Regions from separate parts of the Gossypium hirsutum genome. Here regions 2 and 3 are each linked to region 1. A link is a contact called in public Hi-C data. All regions are on one chromosome and are shown on one strand. The core of a region is the stretch at or near the end of the contact, and the rest is flanking DNA. Distances in the headings are between cores, read along the strand shown. Region 1 holds the start of LOC107930632 (non-symbiotic hemoglobin 2-like). Region 2 has its middle 32 kb from the start of LOC107943609. Region 3 holds the start of LOC107930655 (calcium-dependent protein kinase 7).

The links. A called contact is a pair of places that touch in the nucleus more often than the background predicts.
Region 2: a contact with region 1 is called in a Hi-C map of leaf, with 3 times the contacts expected there. The contact joins the enhancer-like site here to the promoter of LOC107930632 in region 1. A contact is called at or near these places in 3 of 34 Hi-C or Micro-C datasets (all in leaf).
Region 3: a contact with region 1 is called in a Hi-C map of leaf, with 4 times the contacts expected there. The contact joins the promoter of LOC107930655 here to the promoter of LOC107930632 in region 1. A contact is called at or near these places in 11 of 34 Hi-C or Micro-C datasets (callus, hypocotyl, leaf and 1 more).

Annotation. Positions count from the first base shown.
Region 1 is chrA01:43,905,935-43,910,052 of Gossypium_hirsutum_v2.1, forward strand. It overlaps LOC107930632 (non-symbiotic hemoglobin 2-like), which reads left to right and starts at 2,007. Exons shown (of 5, transcript XM_016862304.2): 1 at 2,007-2,237; 2 at 2,346-2,485; 3 at 2,627-2,741; 4 at 2,816-2,932; 5 at 3,020-3,252. The coding sequence starts at 2,391. The coding sequence ends at 3,157. It overlaps LOC107930629 (a long non-coding RNA gene), which reads left to right. Exons shown (of 2, transcript XR_001693043.2): 1 at 1-433; 2 at 704-1,056. It overlaps LOC107930648, which reads right to left. Exons shown (of 8, transcript XM_041111231.1): 8 at 3,811-4,118. The coding sequence ends at 4,023.
Region 2 is chrA01:43,733,972-43,738,463 of Gossypium_hirsutum_v2.1, forward strand. No RefSeq gene overlaps it. Among protein-coding and RNA genes, the nearest start is that of LOC107943609, 32 kb to the left of the region's middle. Within about 2 kb of position 3,095, at least 3 of the 9 cell types and tissues checked have an H3K27ac peak or open chromatin away from gene starts, as enhancers often do. A contact at or near this core is called in leaf, where this site is marked.
Region 3 is chrA01:44,112,803-44,117,017 of Gossypium_hirsutum_v2.1, forward strand. LOC107930655 (calcium-dependent protein kinase 7) reads right to left here and starts at 2,549. Exons shown (of 6, transcript XR_001693052.2): 1 at 2,244-2,549; 2 at 2,058-2,156; 3 at 1,430-1,667; 4 at 1,029-1,226; 5 at 828-943; 6 at 133-524.

The sequences.
Region 1 (4,118 bases), core at 757-3,256:
TGGCCAAATTATAATGCGCATAAAACACAGGGATCAATTAAGAAATTAATCCATACCCTCAAAATGCAGCGTTTTTGAGAGGACTCAAATGCAACATAAAGGAAATTTGAAGGGAAAATTAAAAATATATAAAAAAGCTAAATTAAAACAAATAGAAATGCGACAGGGGCTAACGCGCAAATGGACTATTCGGTCCAAAGCTATAAACGACGCCGTTTTATTTATTACTAAAACTAAAAGAATGAATGGCAATCTGCCATTTTTCCTTTTACCGCAACAAAACCCCAATCCCTTCCCCAAAGTTCTCTGTTCCAAAATCAAAAGGAACAAAGGGTCTTCTCCTTTCTTCCTCTGCCAGGGCACAAATGGATCAGCCCCCTGCTGCTAATCCGCCTTGATCATGAAGAACGGCTACAGGAGAAGCCACAATCAGGTACCTTCGTCCCTTTTGTTTTCTTTTTCCATTTCTTTTGTTGTAAAAAAAATTAAATAGTAAAATCAAAATAGCAAATCACCTTTTGAAAAGAAGAAAAAATCGTTTTCATTTAATTGAAAAATTGCTCTGCATATGGAAAATTCAGATTCTGTTCTCTATTTTCTTTATATCTGTCTTGTATTTGTATTCCCCCCCCCCTTACAATTAAAAACCGAAGGCTTTATAGCCAATATACAAGCGATTTCTGCTATTTTGCCCATGTTGCAGGTCGTGAAGCCATGAAAACGGAGCGCACAGACGTGGGGTAGGCAACGCGTAGTTGGGGATCGTGCGAAGGGCGTGTGTGGAGGCTGCTGGTGAAGGCCGCGGCGTGAAGCAAAAGGAGACCTAGGGTCTCTAAAAACCCCAATGCTTTGGGCCTATCTGGCCTTTGTATTTTTATTTTATTGGGCCTTGATTTGGGCTGTTGTATTTTTTTATTTTATTGTTTTGTATGTGTACGGGCCAGGCAAAATTTGGGCCTTACAATCTCTACTCTCATCAATGGGGTTTATAAAAACCTTGGTGTGCCTCCCATTAGTCATAGTTTAACCCATGGATAATAGGATGCTTACCTTCAACTTGTGGGCCCCATTTAAAATGTGGTTGTAATAGTTGCACAACCTTCAGCTCTGCATTTGAGGTGACATTTGCCCACTATTTTTCTTTCATCAATTCGTAACAACAAGGCTTTCCTTCCCTAAATTGAAAGGAGGAAAGCCAAAATCAGAAAACAAAAAGCTATCAATCGAAGGAGATCACAAACCTATTATCAAAAAAGAAAACCCATCATGCTTAAATTTACCATTTCAATTAAGTTACGTACTAACAAAAATTCCATTCAAGATTATTCTACAAAAATGTTTAAATGAAAAACTGGAATTTGATTGAAAAACAAGTGAATTTTTGGAATTTTCTCAAAGTTGACGTTAGCCATGCGCCCAGAAAAAAGTAAAATTTATAAATATGCATAAAAAAATTATTTAGTGATTTTTTAATACAAAAATATAAATTATTTTTGGGAAGGTGAGGAGCATGAGATTCGTAATAAGTGGTTTTTTGTTCATTTGTTTGATTTTTATAAAAATAAATAAATAAAATCATGGTGCTTATGCTATCAATCTTGGATTATTGTTTCTTCAGTATCTCTAATACACCGTTAATTAATGATTAGGTAGATGTTTATCTCAACTGGTACATTGAATGAAATATTGATATGTTTTACATAAAATAATATATATTGGGAAAAATTCAGTAAAAATTAGAGTAATTTTACACATTTCTGTAATTATTTATACGATTAATGTTTTAACGATCCAATCATTAAATTTATTAATATAATTGTACTTGTCATGCATTTAAATTTTTGAACTCATCTGATATTCGTATTATATTAATCTAAAAAATAGTTGATATATATATATTCAAGGGGTGAATTTTTATATATAAAATAAATAGTTAGAATTTTTAAATATACATCTAATTTGATATGCAAGATATATATATAAATAGACTAAATGATTGAACATTTGAATAGTAATTTAATTTTGTATGGTGTAAGCATGAATTATTTTGTAATGATAGAAAATATCTGGACAGGTTACAACTTGGGAGATATTTCTTTCAAAATTCAACCAAATGAAATCAAAATGATTTTTTGTGAATAATAACATCCTTTTTTAAATTTCTGGAAAATAAGGAGCCATCTTTTACACAATCATCAATGCACGTCTAAGAAGACAAATAAAGCTTAGCTGTATTGGTATTATATTAATAAAGGAAAGCAGCAGTTAAATTTCTGAGTTTGCGTTTGTCATTAATAATATTTATTTCTTCAAGATTCCCACACTAGTTTTCTCTTTTCTTATAGAGCTCCACCACTCCCTGGTTATCATTGAGAAGAAGAAAATCAGAGATGGGTTTCACAGAGAAGCAAGAAGGGTTGGTGAAAGAATCATGGGAGGTTTTGAAGCAAGATATTCCTCACTTCAGCTTGCGTTTCTTTTCACTGTAAGACCTTTAATTCTTTCCTTTTTATGAATTCTTCGTTCGGACCCAACAGTGGTCAGTGTCGGCCAAACGAGTGAGGCTGTGTCTTTTAAGAGAATTTCTCTTCCACTGAGTATTGATTAAATTGAGAGTGTTATTTAGGATATTGGAGATAGCACCAGGTGCGAAGAACATGTTCAGTTTCTTGAGGGAGTCAGAGGAGATTCCTCAAAATAATCCAAAGCTCAAAGCTCATGCTGTCAAGGTTTTCAAGATGGTCAGTCCTTTTATTTTATTCATTGCATATATATCCCTACTTAAGTTAAAATACTTAAACAATTGTTGTTGAAGACATGTGAGTCAGCCATACAACTGAGAGAGAAAGGGGAAGTGGTAGTGGCTGATACTACTTTGAAGTATTTGGGCACTGTCCATGTCAAGAGTGGTGTCAAAGACCCCCATTTCGAGGTACATTTTTATTTTATTTTTTAATAATAAATTTGATTTGGATGCAGTGGTTAATTAAAAAAATTTTGAGGAATAATGTTAATGCAGGTGGTGAAAGAGGCACTCATAAGGACAATTGAAGAAGCAATTGGAGAAGAGAAATGGAATGAAGAGATGAAGAATGCTTGGGGTGAAGCTTATGATCAATTGGCTGAGATGAAGAACCATCATGATGAAACTGCTTAATTACTCTTTTACTTCAATTTTATTGTTGTTTGCCAATATTTTCACAATTTTAATGAATAAATTTTAGTAATAAAGACTATTTTGTTTTTCTATCATTATTTTGCCTTATTTTCTCTTTTTTTTCCTTAAAAAAAAGTTAAAAACTTAATAAAAAAATACATTATAGAAGGAGAGAGAGATTTAAAACAACTTGTAATATTGAGTGAAATTAAGTGGAATAAATATTAAAACCATATGACATTATCACATAAAATTTTAATTTGATTTGATTTATATAAATCACTAACAATATTATCAAATTAGTGTCATTTTATATTAATATATTACATATGTATAATTAAATTTAAAATAAAAATTTGTTAAAATAAGATGTAAATTTTACAATAATTTTCATTTTTTATTTTAAATTAAATATATTCAATTAATTTTCGGTTAAAAGATGCTATGCTCTTGAATTTTAATCCTTTCATTTTAGGGTTAAAATTTGTCAGCTAAATTTGAATAAAAAAAATACACACTAAAAATTGCCATGTCATAAATAAAGTGACATCAAAGCTTCAAAAAGTAAACTCAAAATTCCGAAAAGTAAAACCAACTTTAATTAATTTTCTCTTTTATCCCCAAAACTGAACCATCACGGAAAGAAGAAGAAAAAAAAAAAAGAGTGACATTTTTATTTACGTAAGAATGATAAAGAAGACTGAATAATAATTGATATGCCAATTGTTATTCCAATTATACAAAAAAGCATAGTGTTCCACATATTTAAACATACACCCTTTCTAATTGGAATGGAGCCCCCTCCTCTACATAATCTCACATTGGCTTCTCTCTTTCTCTTTACTCTTACTTATTCCTCTCCTCTTTACAATATCGAGTATGCTCGGATTACCTCCACAATCGGTGCTCGACACAATGGGCATTTTCCTCCCCCTCGTACCAACTCGTTCGCGCATTTTGA
Region 2 (4,492 bases), core at 1,845-4,344, 170 kb before region 1:
ATGCTATACCAATTTCTTTTTTTTTAATTTAAATATTCGTCTTTGATATATATTTGAAAATAAATACAAATATACTTAAAATATATATAATGCTTAATCAAGTGGGAAAGCAGAAAAAAAAAGCACATACAAATTCAAACAAAACCTCAATAATGCAACTATAGCTAGGAAAGAACTACATGGTAATCAACTTGCTTTTCTGGGTCTCCCCGTCTTAATCTTTAAATCTTAAGATTTTAATGTTATAAATAATATTTGATGCAGCGTATGTACATGAATTTTATGCATTATCAATAAATAACAGGGGTAAATTTAGAAACTTTTTAAGGGTGGGGAGCAAAATTGATTTTAAATTTTTGAGATGTCAAATATAAATATTATCATGTATTAATTTATGATTTTATTATTTTTGAAGGGATTAAATAGAATTCCCTTATATTAATTTATAATTTATCATATAAGGGACTAGAATTGCAATTTTCCAATTTGAAGAGTAGGCCCCTGATGAATAATAACATGTCACCTCATCTATTTTATTTAAACATAAATAAATATTAATTAATCATAACTATTATAAACAAATATCAATAACTCTTGGATTTAAGGTTTAAGATTTTGTGTTCTAATATGTATATATAATTAATTATTATTTAAATAAAATTATTAGTATTTGTTTATTAGTCATCCACAAATTACTTTATTTTAATAAATAATGATATGACATATTATTTTTTTGGTGAATTATAATAATAAGACAAAACCTGAACAATAAATGCAACTAGCATTACTCGAACTCAAACCATACCCTAAAATGATAAACACCCATGATCATTGTACCATCACAAAGGGTTCTGACATATTAGTATTCATTAATTTATACATTAACGGTACATTAAATATTCTCTATATTACATATAATAATCTTCAAAATAACTCAGTGAAAAAAAAAACCAAAAAGATTACAAGAGAAGGAACCATGGAACAAGGCTTGTTGTGAACTCTTCTTAGATAATATGAAATCTGGTAATAATAGTATTATATAGTAGAGAAGAAAAGAATATTTTAGAAAAAGAAAAAAAAATTGTAAAACAAGCTTTGACACAAGGAATAAAGTGGGAAGATTTGGAAGCTTGTTGTCTGGTTTTATTAGTTCATGAAGAACCTGCAAGAAAAGGGTTTTCATCCATTGACTTTCATATCATTTAGGGTTTTTTTATATCCCTAGATTTCTGGGGTAAAAATGATTGTTCACAATTTACGAAAAGAAAAATGACCCTCCAAAAGTGGGACAATATGACAAGCAGTAAAATGAATAAATAATTTTTTTATTTTTATTTAAAAAAAGATAGTAGTTTTAGCAGCTTTAGACGTGGGTTAAGATTAGATTAATGAAGGGTTTCTTTTGGTTTTTAAGGAATATATTGGTCAAAGTATCATGGAGGCTTAGGAGTTGGATTGTATTTTATCTATTTTACTGAAAAAAAGAGTAAATTAATCTCTATATGTTATATAAAAAAATAAATTTGTCATTTTATTAAAAAATTTATCTATTTTTACAGTTAAAAATTAATTCACAGTCTGATTAATCTATTAGCCAGGTCAATTTTTAATAGTACAATTGGATAAAATTTTTAACAAAAAGAATCAATTTAGTCTTTATTTTAATATACAAGAACTATTTTGTCATTTTTTTTCAATAGAAGAAATAAAATCCAATGTAACTTTTAATTCAGGTGGTCTCCATTACACTTTTACTATATATTAAATCCTTTTTAAAAAGAGATGGAAAAAGAAAGGGGGATTAGGTGGTGAAACTCATGCAATAGAGAAGGCATGTTGAGGGGGGGCCTGATTAAGCAGAAGCAGACAGTTGATTTCACGTGGAAAGATTCATTATGGATCTCTTTTGTGTGTGAATAGAAGAGATGAGCTCGGTATTTGGTGAAACCAAATCCATTAAATTTGCAATAAAATAGTGAAAGCAAAGAGATCTGGCTAGATATATAAGAGTATTCCACCTCCCATCACTTGGAATCCTATGCTATTTTGTTATTTTTTATATATATAATAGGAGGGGAGAGAAACCAATGTCATATTCAACTTAGCTATATTTATTCCTACATTTCTCTTAAATTTTTTTTATCAGTTTTATAAATTATAATTTAAAGTGTATATCAGATTTTGGGCATGTAAATTTCTCCAAAAAAATGGGATGTAATTAAAATTTTTAAAAATTGAGAAAATGAATGAGAATTTTCAGAAATTTTAAAATCATTTTGTGTGGGTTATTAATATATAAAATTTGATGAATGGTTAATTAGTGTTTTATTAATTGTCAGTGCTTTTTATTTTGTATGTGTGTGAAAGATTGGATTTAAATGAATGATGAAGAGTAATAAAGGAGAAAGGTGGATTAATCAATAATGATTTTAATTTTCATTAATATTTTAGGGTTTAGATGCCATCCTTACAAGTTTACAGGGAGTCATCTAAGAACATTAAATTGGCAGATCAATCCAACATAATTCACTATATTGTCACCCAAAACAACAACAACAACATCATCATCTTCATTTTGTTTTTCTATTTATTTATTTTCTTGTTTATATTAAGTATTATTTTCTTTAATTACATGAAATGTATATATATATCTTTTATTAGAACCAAAGTAAGAAATGAGTTAAAACTATATATTTTAGTTAAAATCTCAAATTCAAATTTCTTAAAGGTGAGAATTTAGATAATAGTTCAAGCACAAACTTACTCTCTATATATATAAATATTGAAATAGATACTTAAAACTATATAAAATTTACCAAAATGGTAAGTAAAAATTAATAACATAACTTTTTTTTAAAAAAATATGGATGTGATGATTTACAATAATAATTGAAAAATATTATATGTTTATTGCTAAATAAGACTAGACATGATCATAAATTAATAGGGAATAAAAGGAAACATCGTAAGGTTTTTCATTAAAAAGAAAGAAAAAGTAAGATGAAAAAAATAAGAAAGTAGGAGTGTGTCTTACACGCGCCATGAGAAAGAGTGGGTGGAGTACGGAAGACAGAATAGTTACACCTTTTGTCTCCGACGTAAGTTTTACGTTCCTCATGTTAGAAATGGAATCCGCTAAAGTGGCTGAAACCCTTAGGTTAATAAAGGATAAAGTGGGGTTTAATTGCCTGTTTCCGGTCTCACATTTTGTCCTTAGTTTTAAGGATATTATCGGAAGGGGGCTTAAAAATTATTTTGAGCTGAAAAAAGTTTTAGGATCTTAATTTATCCAGAAAAATAAATTTGAAATCTGATGGTAAAACTACAATTAATTAAAACTTAAATTTATTCAAAATATTGGGTTATATGAAATTAAAAATTAAAGAAATTTGGTTTTCTGAATTAGTCAAATTCACCACTTATATCATCATTTGTGTTTTGAATTAATATGATCTTCTTACCTCATATTATTGAAGCTTGATTTTAAATATTTATAAAATTCAAAGGAATACATTAATAGGTTTTACTTCTTCAATTTTCCTATCCACAGCTACTTAAAAGGAAAATGAGGTAAGAAAGGCTAAAACTTAAAGTCCCAACTCCTAAAAGCCATGTCATTATCATACCTCAAGCCAAGCTTAAACACAAAGTTTTCATTCACTCTTTTTATTTTTATTTCATTTTAAATGAACACTAATTTGTTTAGAGAATGAATATAAAAGGATACCATCTCTCCCTCTCAACCCCTTTCTCTTACCTTCCAGTACACGTATTCTTCTTCTGCTCTCTCTTTCTTTCCTTTTTTTTTTTTATATAAAAAAAAATGTCTGCAGATCATGGATTATTACAAGATTTGTCGCAAACCAAATTACCCAAACTAAAGATTCAATCTTCAAATCAAACAGGAAACGAAAACACGAATCCAGATGACAGCAGCAGTAGCAGTAAAGAGTGTTGTGTAACGCCAACATCGAAAGAACACAAGATCCCAGCAGTTTTGTCATGTCCAGGAGCACCAAAGAAACCTAGGAAAACATATGTGTCTTGTAAAAGGAAGCTGTTGTCTAAATTCCAGTTCTTCGACATCATTAACAGAGAAGAAGTTGATGCGTTTTTCAATACTGGTTTTGATCATTCTATCTCCAAAAGAAGGTGCCCTCCTACATGAACAATAATATTATACGTATATTTTTATTTTTTTTATATATGTAATTTTTTATTTCTTTTTATTTCTTTGTATGTATGTATTGAATTGAAATTACACGCAAATCTATTACTAGAATTCAAAAAACTTTATATAAGTCTGTAATATTCAGACTTTTTTTATTTATGGGATCCGATCTATACATGTTAAATCCTTTCCTTATGAATTTTGTTAATTTCCAATTTAAATTCATTATATATATTGTAATTTTTTCTTCCAAATTTGAATCCAACTCCCCCTTCTTAATTAATATCAACTAAGATTCCTTTAATCCCATTTTTTAAAACT
Region 3 (4,215 bases), core at 1,299-3,798, 210 kb after region 1:
ATTATGTGTCATTTGATTAGCATTCATATTGTTACAAGAGAAAGAATGTGAATTGTCGAGATTGTAGGTGAACGTAAATTGCATAGAGTGTGTTTATATTTGTATTTAATAGTGAAAAAAGATTATGAACAATTCCATAAGATATATTCACATAATTTATTACTAATAAATCCCAACCAAAATAACTGAAATTGAAATTCAGCAACAACATGGAGGCCATGATTGTTTTGGTCAAATAGTCATAGCCCAAATACAAAATATAATGAACAAATTCACATGCATGTAGAAAGATCATTAGCTACTGGTCAAATACAAAATATAATGACAGTTTTGGTCAAATAGTCATAGCCCAAATACAAAATACAAAATAATACTAATTATCACCATAGGATCTTTAGCAGCAGAAAGATCATTATCTACTGGACCTTTTTGTTTAGCTAAACTTCTAGAATTTGCAATCAGGCCAGAATGCCTCCTGTGTGTAGGATCTGCTGAAGACCAACCAGAAGGTCTGGTCTCTTCACCTGTGGAAAATCTACCATATCATCATGTTGCTCCAGATAAACCACGGGGCATTATCTAAAAATACTATGTGACTGAATATACATAAATAAAAGAAATAATCAAGTAAAAAATAAACTATTGCAATATATGATCAGACAAAATTAGAAGCAAGAAAAATAGAACATGCTTGACTGACTATCAGCAATTGCACCTACAGTAGGTAAGTTAGAGCTAGTTCCAGCACCAGGGCCCTGGAAAACATTTAAAAATGCAACATACAATCAATAAAAACTAGTCAAAGGTGGTGCAAAGTGGATTATTACCCTTAGAGCTCTCTTCTTCAGCTTGTACATTATAGAAAATTGTTTGACCCTAGCTTTCACAGTCTCACCCAACAGAACGTTGGGTGCTTTCTTGGCATTTTGTAGCCATGGATGTTCTGCATACAATAGTTGGGATTATTTTTCATGCATAGAAAATATATATCAATATAAATAAATCATACAACATTTACAGAAGGTTACCAAGCACTTCCTGTACTGTAAGATGCTGCTTTGGATCAGGATTAAGCATTTTCTTTACAAGGTCCTTTGCATTGTCCGAAACCTTAGGCCATGGGTCCCTCTTAAAGTCAATAGCAGAGCGAATAATTTCTTGTGTCACTTGAATCAACAACATAAATTATTGCTTGTGTATTTGGGAAATAGCATCTCCAATATGCCCTGTAAAAGATGCAGATTAAAAAGAAAAGTGGAAGACTAGTGTTAGAGGGTGGTGAAGTCAATCGGCGTGTTCAACAAGCAGCAAATTGCCCGATGAAAGGACTAAAATCATCACAAAGAAAGTAAATTGGAGATGAAAAATTTCAAAAAACAAAACTCCTTGAGTAAATAAATGAAAAATGATGAATCTTCTTTCATCTCACCTTATTGTCCAGCTAAAGAGCAGCCAAAAAAACCCACAAGATGTCCCCATATCAGAATTAAATAAATAGAAGAAGCAAAGTAACTTAGAGGTTGCATCTCCATTAGTTAGAAGACACACCACAACAGTTAAAGCTACTTTAACAAACCAATTTAAAACCTCATCTATTCCAAAAGTATTAAGATGTTTCCTTGAGACCACATAGCTTAAAAACAAGTACCTGATGCTTATCTGACCACCTGCAAAAAAAAAAAACTACATTTGATTTAAACTAGAACAAAGAGTTAAATGAATGTTACAACTTTATAGAATCTCACAGCTGATAAGCAAAATGGAGCTACATGTTTAAACTCAACAACTGAAACAATTTCTCTGTAAATTCAAGCCACAAAAGTTTCTGCTGATATAATTTTATACAATTCAAACTGTAACTAAAATTCCCAAAGGCCTTGTGGCAAATGCCAAAGCAAGCAGGCCAACCAGATAACTATAGGATCAAAAATGAAATTCAATGATTGTATTTTAAGTAAAAGGATTATTGTAAATTTCAATGATTCAATAAATTAAATTGAACTCCATTTGTATAAACTACATTAGCTGCTATTTCAGATTTATTAACGTTAACTTACCTAAATCTCATACTTGAAACTTGATGTTGTTGTATTGTACAGTCTTTACATTAAACCCAATCGCTCCAAAAAAGAGTTCAAAAAAATGGCGCATCGAAGCTGTTAGTCATTTAGAAAAAACAATGAAGACCCAAAACAAGAATGATAAAGAAGAATTGAGAGAGTAGCCTACAAAGGCAAACCTACTTGGAATTGTAGAGACTACCCCACCCATCTGAAGTCGATCTGTTGGAAGATGATCAAAATAATAATTAAAAAAATGGAATATGACCCTAACCTGAGAAGGCGAAAGCGTCGAGGGCGAAGGCGTTGATAGAGCTTCAGATGTGAGGAAGGGTAAAGTTAGTGAAGAGGCAGGAAGGAAATGGGAAAAAGAAAGAAAAAAAAAAGGTTTCAGACGTGAGGAAGGGAGAAGGGTAAAGTTGAAACTGAGACGTGAGGAATGGCTATTCTATGGGTAGGGTGTTGAATGCTATTTAGTGTGATTAGTGGGAATAGAGGAGGGATTGAAAGAGGCTGTAATAGGCATTACAACCAAACATTGGTTTGGTGGTGGGCCCATTGAATTGGGGCGTAATCTATTCCTATTATACCCAACCAAATATAATGTAATTCTTTATCGCGTAGTATACTAAGCGTCATACTCCTATAGTGCTCTTTGTATACATAATATTGCAACTCGAACTACCACCCTGGCACAATCCTAGCTTGGTCCCTCATGGCGTACTCACTCTTAAAGCGAACAGCATAAACGAACATTTGTAAGTTGACACAAACTTAGTGAGTTTTAACCCAAATTACCTTGAAGCATTTCATGTTGAATTCATCTTAAAGACTTTTGATTTCCTTTCTTTCTTTGGTGGATACTTTCTTAATATTAAGCGTATACATATACTCCAACTTCCATACTTAACCATCCTACACACAATTCACTCATTAAACAGATTCCAAACTTCACCACCTAATACAGATCTTATTTTTTTTTGAAAACAACTACACTTCTCAAAAGGATATCCATACAGAACCTACCTTCAACGGTTTCTCACTCAGTTGGATGTTGAATACCTTCCCCAAGATGGTGTACTCATAGATACTATTCTTAGCAGTTACTTATATTAACTAATCTTTTAAGATGAACTTCATACAGATCCTACATTTGCCAGATTCTCATACTGAATTGGCAACTATCAAATTACCAATCAGATCAGATCACAACTTATTCTGATGGACAAAATCTTCTAAGTCATCCCGTGAAATCCCAGACAACCATGTTACATATATGAGAACGCTCTGATTTGACGGACAACTTTTACTTTAGATAACATTTTTATATACAGCATGAAACACTCAAATTTGGCAGATACCATATAATTTATATTACTTCCTTACATAATGTAAACAAATTCAGATCTGGCAAACTCTTAGACTACTCATATTTACGAATATGCCAAATTACTTGTACTGACAGACTACTATGGTGGATTCACCTTTCAGAAATACTGTTGTGAACTTTTCAGGAAACACCTTTAAGTCATATTCAATTTCATCACAAGGCTATCCAAATAGAGATGTTTTCAAACTTACTCAAATCTCTACCACAAAGTTATCAAGTGAAGAAGTCTCTAAACTTATCCTAATTTTGCCTCAAAGGCAATTATCCAAATCTTACCTCAAGGGCATCATAGAATACGCCACACAAGTATCACAGAATAGGCTAGAAAGGCTTTATAGAATATGCCACAAAGTGTTTACAGAATACGCCACAAAAGCTTTACAAAATGTTATGTGTTTACTGTCTCGGTGGACTATCTCAGAGGGTGTCATGGGTTTCTCCTTCATGGTCTTGTACATATTTTCATACCATGCTCTACTTGTCTGATTTATATATTACCGGAGGCAAAACCATGAGTATTCTCATTATCATATAATGCCATGGATCTCTACCACATGGTCTTACACACATTTTCATAAAATGATCTATCAGCCCGGTTAGCAATGTACTTGCCCTACTGGAAGCATCACAAATGGTTGTGTTACTCACTTAACATGAAATGCACTTACCCAAATTCGTTCACACTTCTGACGAACTCATATTCTTTCATATATGATTTCATAAGCATATATACCACACATCATCTTAATCATGCAGCAAATCATA